Regions from separate parts of the Mus musculus genome. Here region 2 is linked to region 1. Evidence: chromatin contacts called from public Hi-C data. All regions are on one chromosome and are shown on one strand. The core of a region is the stretch at or near the end of the contact, and the rest is flanking DNA. Distances in the headings are between cores, read along the strand shown. Region 1 overlaps Dlc1 (deleted in liver cancer 1). Region 2 overlaps Dlc1 (deleted in liver cancer 1).

The links. Hi-C and Micro-C count contacts between places; a contact is called where the count stands out from the background.
Region 2: a contact with region 1 is called in a Hi-C map of rod photoreceptor, with 2.7 times the contacts expected there. The contact joins two enhancer-like sites. A contact is called at or near these places in 8 of 484 Hi-C or Micro-C datasets (cerebral cortex, rod photoreceptor, uterus and 1 more) and 2 of 115 datasets of contacts at active chromatin or transcription factors (the NIH/3T3 cell line and neural tube).

Annotation. Positions count from the first base shown.
Region 1 is chr8:36,607,042-36,613,781 of GRCm38.p6, reverse strand. All of the region lies in intron 5 of Dlc1 (deleted in liver cancer 1), which reads left to right. Among named protein-coding and RNA genes, the nearest start is that of Trmt9b, 150 kb to the right of the region's middle. Within about 2 kb of position 4,246, at least 42 of the 459 cell types and tissues checked have an H3K27ac peak or open chromatin away from gene starts, as enhancers often do. A contact at or near this core is called in rod photoreceptor, where this site is marked.
Region 2 is chr8:36,787,331-36,794,070 of GRCm38.p6, reverse strand. All of the region lies in intron 4 of Dlc1 (deleted in liver cancer 1), which reads left to right. Among named protein-coding and RNA genes, the nearest start is that of Dlc1, 160 kb to the left of the region's middle. Within about 2 kb of position 4,125, at least 15 of the 459 cell types and tissues checked have an H3K27ac peak or open chromatin away from gene starts, as enhancers often do. A contact at or near this core is called in rod photoreceptor, where this site is marked.

The DNA.
Region 1 (6,740 bases), core at 2,997-5,496:
GGCAATCTAAAACCCACGATTTTGCCCGAGCTGGGGCGAAGCGTAAGGAAGCTGCGAACCAGGATGTGCTGACGACCGCGAGAGGCTCGCGTCCCGGCTGCCACCGTGGGTCCCGACGTGGGATCCCGATTACTTCTGGCAGCCTCGACGTTCCCAGTGCGCTCCCGCCGCCCTGCGCCGACCTTAATGTGTAGAGACGAGCCGGACACCATGATCCTAACACGTAAGATGGACTTGTGCCTTGTTGTTGGACTAGTCTGGCTGGGGTCAACTGCTGAGGGGATCCGGGTGAGGAGGACTTGTCACGCTGCCCTGCCAAGTCCGTGTTGTGATTGTGTGTTTTGACACGCTTGCAGAGGAGGAGCCCCAGGCTTTCGTTAGTAGAACGTGTGTGCTTAAGCAGCTTGGGTCAGGGTTTGTTGGAGAGTTTAACACCGGGTCATGTCCCTTGACCATGTATTGCCTGGGGACTGGGGACTGGCGTCCGGGTGACTTAGACTCATACTATTCCTTCTGGCCTCGGGCCCCGAGGGGCGAGCAACCCCTTTTGGACTTCTTTTGGAGACTGTTCCATCTCTTCTTGCCACCCTACAAGTCTCAAATCAGCTTTGTCTTCTCCCTAAGAGTGCATTATTTAAGGGGCTGTGTAGACTTTAAGCTGTACTTCGGGAAAAAATGTTTCCTTAGCACTATTTAAGAGCTCTGTTCTTTTGTTGCGTTCGCCTGTTTTTTTTTTTTTTTTTAAACGCCGGGGATCTCTGAGCCTGGGCGGGCTAAGTAGGGGTTGCTCCTTAGCTACCCACAACCCCCGTTGCACGTGGGGTTCCAGCTAGGAACCCAGCGCTTTCCCGCTGTGTGGTTGGACGCGGTTCCTGAAAAACCCCACCAGATGCCCACGCCCTTGGCGAGGGAGAAAGAGTCCGTGGGCTGGGGAAAGGAAGGAAGCAAGACTCCAGGCCTGTGGCTTTTTTTTTTTTTTTTTTTTTTTTTGAGCGGCGACGGCGTCTTGGACTAATTCCCCACCCTGCGCCCCTGTCCCCTCCTCCAACGTCAGTAGCTGAGAGCCTTTGATCCTTCTTAAGGGTTGCTTCTAGAGCAATAGCCCACCCTGTTGGTGTGGTTTTCTGTCTCTGCGAGTCATTTCAGCGCATGGCCTCTGGTGCGAGGACTGAGGTTGGGGAAATGAACTCGGGACCAGCATCCCTCTTGATGCGCGACCCTGGGGAAGTGGCACATCCTCACTGTGCTGTCCCCAACCCTGAGTAGTAACTTTTGACACAAGTGGAAGTTGTGAGCATCAAATAGGTAAAGTACCTAGCGGGTGACGGATACTGAAGTTCACTCTGTTCGCAAATTATGCCAATAACTAAAAGAGAAACCCTGCCTAAGTCATTAATCAGCGCAGTAGAGGGGGAAGAAAAATATATCTCCCCATCCGGTTTTGCTTTCAATGAGGCTTTTTACACCCAATGTGGTCACCAATGGGCTCATTCTCTAGAGGCGAGAGGTGGTTTCAAGCTGTGGCTTGGTGATTCGGAGGAATGCAGCCTAGGCACGGGCCATCCATTACCAAAAGATTCGTGGGGGTGGCATATGTGACGCATTTGAGTAGGGGAAAAAAAAATCAGGCTCTGGAGAAGGCAGAATGCCCAGTCTCAAGTTACATTTTTTTTTAACCCTGCAGAAATCTGTTTTCTGAAGGGATGAGGGGAAATAATAGCCCAGTGGACTGCAGCCCCTCAAAATGTAAACCTATCAGCGGCTCTAAGAGGTTGACTAATTCTGCTTCCATCTGGACTGCAGGCTAGTCCTCTGCGGGATAATTTGCTGACCATAAGGGTGGAATTAATGGACTACCCGGTGCCATCTTGGCAAGCAGATTGCAGCAGATGGTCAGAGGGGTGCCCTGCGAGGCAGCAGCCCCCCTAACAGAAGAGCCAAAGTCCTGAGGAAGGACTGAGTGTCAAATGGTTAGCAGATGTGCCGTCAGAAGTTATTTCAAGACATTTCCTGAGAAAATGTTGGAGATCGCCTGTGTTCACTTTTATTGAGGCGTGCCAGACTTGCAGCAAAGCCCTAGCCTGGGTGCATAATTTTTTCATTAGTACTACTGTTCAGAGAGTTTCAAGCGAAGCAAGGCAGACAGACTTTCTCTCAAGCTGGGTTTTCTTCTTTTTCCCTCAGAGTTTGCTTTTGACAAATTGCCTTTACTTTCTTCTGAGCCAAATGACACCAAAAGCCCAGGAATAAGGCGCTGACTTTTCCCCAAGTCATAGAGCCTGCAATCTAGACATGTGGTCTCCAGCTTAGGTCTTTGCCCTAGAGTGGATGAAGGCTGCTCTCAGTCACTTGTATTCTAAGTTCCCCTATTTATTTATTTATTTATTTATTTTATTTATTTATTTTTTTTTTGGTAGCTCTAATGCTCACCACTTTCCAAAGAGTGAAGAGGATGGTAAACCATTTCAGATTTCAGTATGCTGAAGCAACCCAAGGAGTTTTCTTTAATTGTGGAATACATGCAAGACAGTTTGCCCTTCGGCCTTATTGTGGTTAAAAGAACAAAGACCAATAGAACAGGCCAATAGATGTGTTATGACCGCAGCAAGCTATTACTAAATCAAGTGGCTTCTAAGCTGTCTGGTACTCCAGCTCCTATTGGTAGAAGCGATGTGGGGCTTAAAGGGGAAAGAGGAGACTCATGCAAGATACTTCCAATCTGAGGCTCGGTGAGGAGGCTCCAAGAGGTGGCTTCAAATACAAAAATTAGTACTTGGGTTTTCCTGGGTGTCCCTGTGGAGATCTTAAAAGCATGATGCAATGTTTAAATGAGAGGGGTATTTTTATGACCTAACCGAGTAAATACTCAATTTGGAAATATTCAAGGGAGGGTGGTTTGGTCCAGAAGAGCTGGGGGCATCCAGAGTACAGTGAGTGAACTAAATGGGACTCTTTTGAAGAGAGCCTTGTTCTGCACAGGATGGGCCAGTATTGTAAACACAAGTTTCTCATGCCTAACTCCCTTTCCTAGCAACAGGAAGACGGAAATGAGGCCATGCAAAAAAAAAAAAAAAAAAAAAAAAAAAAGAGTCCTAAAGGGCTCCAGACAATACTTGATCCACCCTGTACAGCCAGAGGACCTGCAGAAGTAAAAATAACCTCAGATGTTTCTGCTTCCTCCCTGGATATTACCAAACCAGTGCAGACCTGACGTCTCCATGCTGTACAGAGAGCGTCAGAACCCAACCTGGCCCAGGTACCCCAGGCTCCAGGCGCGCCAGACAAAGCAGGAGAAAAGGGGAAAGGTGGCTGTCACGTTTAACAATTCTACAGGCCAGTGATAATGTGCGCTAAGAGACAATGGCCAAGAATGATTCTAGTCTCTAAGCATAGCTGTCTCTTAGTCTTTTTTTTTTTTTTTTAATCATGGCCCATCTGTAAAAAGTTCCCTCCTGTGTAGTCAAGGTCAAGTTAGAATGCCCAGTTTATGAAGAGTTAATATCAGCCCTGACCTGAAAAACACAAGCCCACGTTCTTCCTCGGGCTGTGGACTGAGAAGGAAAACGGGTTTTGGAACAGATCTGTCTTTTTCACAGCTGTCTCTATTTCTGACTTTGGCCATTTCCGGTGGAGGAATGCAGAGTTAAGTATGAGTAGGCTTTGAAGGGAGACCACGCAGGAGGGTTACAATTTGTTTTATAGGTACACGTTACGGCTTTGAATGTGTGAGATCAGTAGTGGGTCTTTTTTATTTTCAGTCTCAAATTACACTGGCCCTCTTTTATCCTTAGGGAATAAGTTTCAAGCTCCCAGGGCATTCCTGAAACCATACGCAGTGCCCATCCTTGTGTGTACCTTGGTTTGGTTTGGTTTGGTTTGGTTTGGTTTGGTTTGGTTTGGTTTGGTTTGGTTTTTTTTCTTCTTGAATACATTCCTACAATCAAATCCGTAGATTAGACAAAGAGTCACAATAGAAACAATACCATAGAAACAATTGTAACAATTAGCCATCAGAGGTTACTGGGGACTTACAAATAGTTTATTTCTGGAGCGTCTTCATCTCATAATTTCATTTCTTTCTGTTGAGGTTGAGCTGGGGTGGGAGGGGGGGCCTGCTCTAGGGGGACACTCAGTTGATGTGGAAAGGGTAGATTTCCAGCTGGGGAGGTCTGTCTTGTCTGTCAGCCTGCCCTGTCTGTCAACACTTCTCCCTTAGGTGGCCCCATTGTGGGGGATTATGATGAGCCATGATAAGGGTGGAGAGACTTCCCGGGGACAGTTAATCATCGCATGATTCCGCCTAGACCTTCTTTGTACTAGGTTTTTTTTTTTTTCTTGCTTGCTATCCTAAGTAGTGGCAGACGGGAAGACAACTCTGCATGTTACAGAGCCTCACTCACAGTCAAGAGTCACGCTTTTCTAGAATGTTCTGACAGAGTCTTGCAAAGACTGCTGTTTCCTGGGGGTATCTGTGTAATGTGATTGCAGCCTAGCAGATAGAGAGACAAGAGCGTCTGTCCTTACCGTCTGTGAGAGTCTCAGAATACCACATCTACAAAGTCAGACCTCCACTGGGCTGGACTAAGCAGTGCCTTCTCCAGTGAGGGTGTTGGGAGGTTGGTTTCTGAGAGAAGTGTCTGTGTTAGAGATCAATGGAAATAGTTGCCTGGCATCTTGCAAAATTTCTTCCTGCTAAGAAGGAAGGCTTTTGGGTGCTGCGGGTAAACTTTGTAAGCCAAACCAACACAATGGGAAGGTTTCTCTTCATCACCCCTGACCCCAGGTTTAGTTCTGTTAGCAGATGTAGGTTTTTATGACACTGAGTACTTTTTTTCTCCATGCCTAACTCTACTCGGTGGCCTTTTCAAGTCGGCTTCTCCACTAGTGGAGGACAAATCCAAAGCTAACGGAACCCTAAGCTCTGGTGAGCTGGGCCCTCAGTTGTCTGTGACACCACCCACATTTTGATCTCTTACCCACCCCGCCTCTAAGTGTCCTGCGGAGCGAACTGGAAGTCACTTCCTGATTCCTGTCACAGAGGCGCCTTCCTTCTCCTGTAGGAGTCTCCAAAGGATGTCTGAGGGACAAAAGGCTCCCACACCCTGAGGTTGAGGCACTCCCAGGCTCCCCATACTTAGAAAGCCAGTGAGGAAAACGGCCTTTGGAGTGAAATGGTCTGTGACCCAGGTATGGCTCTGCCCTACAGCCGCACTTTGTCACACTCAGGTGACAGAACCGGAATATTTTCTCCAATCTGGGTAAAATAGAGGCCTCATAGGACAGCCAATGTCCACTGAATTCCCCGTTTCAAACCAAGCTATAATGATATGGAAAGGGGATTTTGTGTGATGCGAGTGCATCTGTCAAAGTCACCCCAAGGGAAATTCCAGAACTTTGCAAAGGCATCCTTGAAAAGCCTGTCCCCTGCTGAGAGGCAGCTGGGACAGAAGTTCCATGTCCAAGGTCACAGTCAATGGGATAGCATTGTGGACCCCTTCCTGCTGGTGTGTGTAAACAGACTGGGAAGGTCCCCAAATGGGAACCTTTATGTATTTATAGGGATCAACGTGAGTTAACATTCAACTATCAAATTGTGTGTACTTCAGGTGCTGGGGTCCTAAGCAATTTTAAAGAAAATGATTTCTTAATCCATCTGGAAGATGGGAATATGCTTTTTATATTTTGAAGTATATTTATATATATTAATTTCTATATTTTGATATATTTATCTTTTTTTTTTTAGTACAGATTTGACTGGGTAAGGGGATATCCCACTCTCATCACACCATGTAACTTAAATCATCAAACCACCAAAAACCCAACCCAAACAAAAACGCCAGCCTTTTTGCTTGAGGTTAGACCAAAGGAGGAGGCAAACTTACACCTTTAACTAGCACTGGCCTCATTGTGTTTTCATTGGTCTTTGTTAAACCATAGCATTGTAGTTCACTCTTTTCTTAATTTTCTTTCTTTCTTTTTTCCTTCTTTTCTCCCTTCCTTCCTCCCTTCCTCCCTCCCTCCCTCCCTCCTCTCTCTCTCTCTCTCTCTCTCTCTCTCTCTCTCTCTCTCTCTATCAGAAGAGGCTTAAGGCTTAACTAACTAGACTGGTTTTGCTTTTGTGTCTGCTGCTGTTTTGTTTCCGTCGGAATACCTTCCCATCCCCTTTATCTCTAATTTTAGGCTCAGGTAACATCCTGATTTTCAGTGTCTTATTTTCTCTGTTCTATTCCTCCTGGAGGACCCTGGGGCAAACGGCTAGATGGGGAGCTGACCTTTGCAGAATGGTAAGCTTTGCTATTTTGCGGAGAGAAATGATCGATGAATGGTACAGAGATGGGGCAGGCTGTAGGACTGTAATCAGGTATTTGGCCTTCGGAAGTGGTAAAGGGAAACTGATTGTACAACCTCAAGACATGACCTTTTACAAACTTGAGGCTTTAGAAAATAAGGCACCTTAAAGCTATGACACTTCTTTTTTTTTTGAAGCTGTCTTAATGTCTGTAGTTAGCACCCTAAGACCTAATTTTCCTTAGCATATAATTGGAAGTCTTTAAGTGTTCGATATAGAGTCCTAGAAATGCATTAACATATGTATATTGATTGACAGATGGGGGAGGGGTGCTGTCCTAATGGACTTTCTTTTTCTTAATTGCCATTCAAAGTAATGAGCTTTACAGTCCAATATCATCATGGGACATAAAAGCAGGATGGGGGCTGTGGGGCGGATGGGGTAGAGAGGT
Region 2 (6,740 bases), core at 2,876-5,375, 180 kb before region 1:
AGTGACGTGTTTAAATGGAAAGCAAGTTGGGGCAAAGCTTGCTTTCAATCTAAAGTCTAATGCATCAAAGCCAAGGTAGAGAAGCCCTGTGAACTGTCCATTTAACAGGACTGAGTTCCTCGAGTGATACTGCACAGAACCTTGTAGTACACCACTCATAATATTACAGTTTTTAATCTTGTTTTTACCAGAACTGGTGGAATAGATATTCTGCATGTACCATACACATGTATGCATTCTAACACTGTACTTTGGGAAGCCAAATTTCTTTATTTTTGTCTCAGCCTCCTCGATTCTGTGAAGCACACAGTAAAACTGAACAGTGTGGAGACGCTTCAGAAAATGGTTCCCTTATTTCTTCCATCTGTTCACTGTTCCTAATGCTAATATGATTAGGCAATAAAAACAATTGTAGCATACAGATCCCCTGTGATATGCTTTTATTCTGGGTCATGACCCTTGAAAATATCGGACCAGTTATTTTACAGCATGATTAATGAATTAATCTCATTATAAATTAAATTTTCCATCACTTGAAAATTAGGCAAATAATAATTTAATTGGAAAATAAATCCTAGAATTCATTATTCAGCAACAATCTGAAAAAATCTTCACTCAATTTTTCATCCAGGAAGGAGGATAGCTTCCACTCTGCCTTTGGCCAGAGACAATTGGTTTGGTATCGTTTGGTGTTGTTTATAATTTTTCATTGTCCTTAATAGCTGGCTTACTAAATCACTAGCTTCCATTCCATTCTTTCTCTAGCTATATTTGACTGACGAATTTGACAGTGGTTTTGTTCTGATTCCGTTTTCTGAGATACTATCAGCATTGCGTGGCGATGTCGGTTTGCATTTGGGTGACATCTCACTGGCCTCCCCAGCTGTGGCCTGTTAGTCACTATGACAACCTTGAAGGAAACCACTGCTGTTCTCACTTGATAGGTAAGGAAGACAAGACAGATGGCAAAGCACGTAGTTCAGCGTTGATGAAGCCACTGCTTCAACTCAACCTTCCTATTATCCCAAGCCCTTGCTAAGGCACACACAACGCTATGGTGGTTCTGTGGGCCAGTAGAATTTCTTGACTACCTAATCTCTCTACAGTCTTGGGAGGTAAGGGTTAAATAATAAAGCATGAGCAGTCAGTCTTGTCCATGCAGAAAACTGTACTTTCTCATTAAGAATGAAAAAATAAATCTTTCCTCAGTATTTTTACTTTTCTCAATACAAAATATCCAAATCAGTTAGCAAAGGCTATAAAACACGTAATCCTATCTAACGTCTCTCTAGCATAAAACAATAATTTCTATCATTGTAACTCTGTCTTCACTCTCAGAAAACCATGCTGTCCCATACACAAGCAACATTGTATGACTGCAGATAGATTACAAGGAGAAAGTTTGATATAGAATCTTCTTACACGCGTTTCGGCACCAACTCTTACCCGCGTTCTCGCGACCGGCCAGGAAGAACGCAACAAACCGGAATCTTCTGCGGCAAAAGCTTTATTGCTTACATCTTCAGGAGCCAGGAGCCAGGAGCCAGAGAGCAAGAGAGCAAGAGTGCAAGAGAGAGAACAAGAACAAGAAAGCAAGAAAGAGAACAAGAAAGCAAGAAAAAGAACAAGAACAAGAAAGCAAGAGAAAGAGAGCAAGAGAGCAAGAGAGCAAGAGAGCAAGAGCAAGAAAGCAAGAGAGAGAAAAAGAACAAGAACAAGAAAGCAAGAGAGAGAACAAGAGCAAGAGAGAGAAATGGCGAAACCCCGTCCCTTTTTAAGGAGAATTATTCTCCGCCTAGGACGTATTACTCCCTGATTGGCTGCAGCCCATCGGCCCAGTTGTCATCACGAGAAAGGCAGAACACATGGCGGGAAAACTGCCCCTGCACGTGTGCAGATTATGTTTACCACTTAGAACACAGCTGTCAGTGCCATCTTATAATGGCAAATGTGAGGGCGGCTCCCAACAGAATCTACTTCTTGGCTTTGGCAAATAATGAAATACGTTTTATGGATTTATATTAGTGCCCTCCATCTCTACTGAAAGACCTATAGGGTAAAGAATTCACTGAATTATATTTTCTTTTTCTTTTTTTGTGTGTGAGTATCTACATGTGATGGTGAATATTCAAGTGTGGGCAGGTGTGAGTGTATGTGTGCACGCGTGCGTGCATGCGTGTGGTTGTATGTGTAGGTGTGTGTACCTATGTGTGCATGTGTAGGCCAGAGTTCAGCACCAGATGTCTGTCTCAGTAGCACACCTCCTTAACTTTTGAGACAGGCTCTCTCACTGAACTTAGAGCTTGTCGATGTGGCTAGAATAACTGGCGAGAAAAATTTAAGGATCTTCCTGTCTCCATCTCCAACACTGTGATTACAGACACATCACTGCTGCTCCCAGCTTCTTCGTACAGGACTGATGGGGATCTGAACTCAGGCTTTCATACTTGTAGGGCAGGCACTTTACCCACTGAGCCACACAGTTGTGCTCTTAGATTTTTCATTTTGTATAGATGGACTGCCTACCAGTTAAAATTAAAATGCAACTCATCAAAAGTTACTTTCAGACTGGAGAAGTGACTCTTCCGTAAAGAGCAGTTGCTTGTCCAGTAAACCTGAATTCAAATTCTAGCACCTACAATGTGGCTAACAACCATCTTCATCTCAGTTTCTCTCTTCTGGCCTCCACAGACACACACACACACACACACAGAGAGCACAGATATACATGTAAGCAAAACATCCATATACATAGAATAAAAATTAAACATTTTAAAGAACTTTAAAAATGGAATTATGAATTAACTTTTATGATTTGCAAAAATGATTGTTTACAAAAATACATTCTTGGTCAAAGTCAGGTTGTTTTGAAGGTAATGGAGTCACAATTTCAAATCGTAGCGTGTATGAATGTCAGTAGCAGGTCAGTATTTTTCTCTTAATGTTGTCATGAACCTGTATATCATGACTATATGGGGTAAACAAACGCCTGAGGTTCTAGGAAAGAGTACATCAGATCTGGTATTTTGTTGTTGCTATTTTCTACAAGACAGAATATATACCATCTTCCACTTGTTGAGACCTAATTTGATGAAAGCCAGAGGCTTCTTCGAAGCTTGGCGAAAGGCAAATTAATCACAAAGGGGGATTTGCTGTCGGTTTCACAAGGACTTGAGAAACTTGAAGCCAGGTTTGGGCATCCTTCCCTTAGCTGTCGTGCACCCTCTGTTAGACGGTCACATTCCGGGAGAATCAGTACAAACCAATCTGGAAAAGAATGTGACTTCGTGTTATTTCCTTCACCAATATGAGTAGTTAGTTGTCCATTCATAAAACTGTTGCTTCGCTTGTTGCTGGTTTTCATATCCCACCCTCTGAAAAAATAGAGATAGAGAATATGAATATAAAAAGCAAATACAAAAATACAGGGAAAGAAAAAGGGTATATTTTAATGACAATGAACTAGACAGATTTTTAATCCTCCAACGACTTAGTCATGCCCTTTAACTGTTCCTGTGTCAATAGACTTCCAAATTGCTAAAGGCCCCAACATACCATCTCCAGCCACCTTTTCTTCCCTGGCTATTCTGCCTTAGAAAGACCTTTCCCTGATCCACGGTCTTCAGAACCCTTGCATGCTAGTGTTTATGGGATGCACAGGACCAGCAGCTTGAACCTCCCGACCCGACTTCAGTTAGGCTAGCCTTCCCTTGCATGTCCTACAGAAGCCACCTTGCTCTCTCTGGTCTAGATGTTCTCTGGAAACTGAGTCAGACGTTGTCAGTAACTCGAGTGTTAACAGCTATGATGGTAGACCTGGCTCAACCTGAGAGGTGTACATTAGTTACGGGACTTAAAGGAGCTTAGAGTGCCAGGGAACACGCACCTATCATCCATAAGTCGTAATTACAATTATGACGTGGTATCTTGGATTTAACAAAGGAAAACCAAAAAACTCGAGTCTCTCCCATGGACACAGGTCTTCAGGCAATAGACCAAATCGAACCGGCAAAGTCAGCCCTTGCTTCATCAACCCAGTAGTTCATTGATGTACACAGTCACTTCGGCCCACAAACAGCTCCTTACCCTTGCCAGAAAAGATTAATGCGGGTGCTTCTACAAGCCCAGCGCTTGTGGTCATTGCTTCCCAGTGGCCCAGCTGCCCTCCTGCCTCTGCTCCTGCCCCCGCAGTCTAGCCTCTGGAGCAGTAATCTTCTAGAGCATTAATCTGATCAAGATATTCTGCCTGCTTAAGACCTGCCAGCTGTTTCCCATCGTAGCCAGCCATGGAGGCTTTTCCAAAGGGCTTACACATCCAGCCTGTGTCTGTTTCATGACCTCTCCCCTGGATCTTCTTTCTCTGTGCTTCAGTGCCTCTGGCCTTGGCCTTGGGATGCACCAAGCTCCTTCCACGCCCAGGGCCCCTGGCTTACTGCCCTGCTCCCCACCTTTGCTTCTCAAGTCTGTGTGGCACAGGCTCCTTTTCGGAACTACCACAGCTTCACAGTGCCACCTCCAACACTCCAAACCTCCTTGACTACTGGGGCTAAAGCCACCCCCCTTCCACACACCCTATGGTTTTCTTGTCTCTCTCTCCTAACCTGTATCTGAATATCACATTAGCTGACCCACTTTCCAAGTGCTCACTCTCCACTGTTGCAAAGTTAGCTTCATGAGAGGGGTTTGGGGGTTCTGCTTCTTCCTGGAACAGGTTCTAGTAAAGAAGACACTCAGAATATATTCTGGATCTGACTCACAGTGAGATTTGCTGTGTTTTCTCTTCTACTGTGGCATCTGGTGACATGAACAGGTTTATAGATATCTGGGAGGTCAACGTTAGGCAAAAAAGGAAGTGTCAGTCTAACCAATTGACAATGCAGATGTGTTTTGACCTATGCAAATTTTCATGTATATACACTTACTAAAGCCATACTTTAAGTGGGGGTCTGAGAACTGTACTTTTTTTTAGCACTAAGGTTTAAACCCATTTCCTGGTGCATGCTAGCAAGTGTCTGCCCTTGAATTATATCTCCAGCTTTCTCTCTCTTGTCATTTTCAGACTGGTTCTCACCAAGTTACCCAAGGTGGCCTGGAACTCACTCTGTAGACCAAGGAGGTCTTGAACAGGTGATCCTGCTGACTCAGCTTCCCCCATAAACTAGAATGACAGGCCTTTGCCACCAGGTCCACTGAAGGCAACTGGAAGGGTCTTTTATCCAAAGCAGACTATAACCCACCTTGACTAGTTTGAGTCCTCACTGAACATCTGTATTTTTCATGTGATGTGATATATGTAACACGGATTTGAAAATGATGTCTTGAAAGAAATTATTTAAACCATCATCGTCGTCATCATCATCATCATCATCATCATCAGATACCATAAACATAATTTTCAAAGTTTTATAGGAAGTAGTGAGAAGTAAGGCAGGACCATTTCTCAGAGGATGGAAGCAGTTGGCATGCAAGCCAGACAAAGGCCTGAGTTCAGTCCCCAGCACCCATATAAAAAGCTGATGTCGTGTCAAGCAGCACCAATCCCAACACTCCTAGTGTGAGATGAGAGGCAGAGTCGGGAGTTAGTGGGTCAGCTAACCTGGAGCACCTAGGACATGGGCAGAAACAAGAGAGGCCCTGTCTCAACAAGGTGGAAGGTGAAAACCCAGTCCCAAAAGTTGTCCTCTTCCCTCTACTTATGGGCCATCAAGTACATGTGTGTACGCACGCACGCACACACGCACGCATGCACACCCAGAGAGGGGGGGGATTTGTCATTTAGTAAGAAATAGAGTTAAGAATTTACCTCAGTGGCAGACATAGCATTTGTCCTGAGTTCAGACCCTACTTTGGGGAATAAAACAAACAAACAAACAAAAAAACCAAAAACAAAAAACAGGAAAGCAGCATCAACAGCAATTGCTATGTGAAAACTGCTGTTGTTTAGTAAAACCTGGGTTCATTTCTTTTCTCTTCTAGCCTTGCCTTATCCAGACACACCACAGAGGTGATGTAATTGGTCCCTGGACCTTTCAGGAAGACACACAGGGAGCTCACGTCTCTTTCTCCAGCCTTCAGTTGGGCATTTTGAGCATCACGGGGTCACTTATTGCACAACCATTCCAGAAGAAACTCAGAAAAACTACCAGGAAATATTCTAAAGCATCCCCCACATTGGATTTACAGATGGGCTCATTAAGCAACTTATAATTTACTTCTCAGAGGAAAAGCAAAACCAAGACAAAATCATTCCACAGCATTTATTCGAATGTTTCCAGAGGCTTCCAGAACGCTCGAATGTGTTCTCTAAATTCTCTATTTTCAAGTACTTTCTTGACCCAGGTGACTCAAGGCTAGAAATACTACAAAACTAAAAGTCTTTGAAAGAGATTGAACAGGGCCCACAATGCTTTATGCTGGCGGGACAACACACTGATCCACTCCAGAACAGCTTTCAAAAATGGCTAAAGTCAGAGCTGGGGTGATGGCTGTCAGTAAGGAGCTTACCACACAAGTATAAAGATTTGTGTTCAAACTTAGTACCACGTGAAAAATGGGCATAGAGATACACATGTATAGCCCCACTACTGTGTAAGCAAAGACAAGCAAATCCCTGGAGCTGTCTATCCAGCCAGTAAGTCAACTTCTCTTTCAGTGAGATATCTAGAGTCTCAAAAAAATAGAGTGGAGATTGTGATGGCTTGTATATGCTCAGCCGAGGGAGTGACACTATTAGAAGGTGT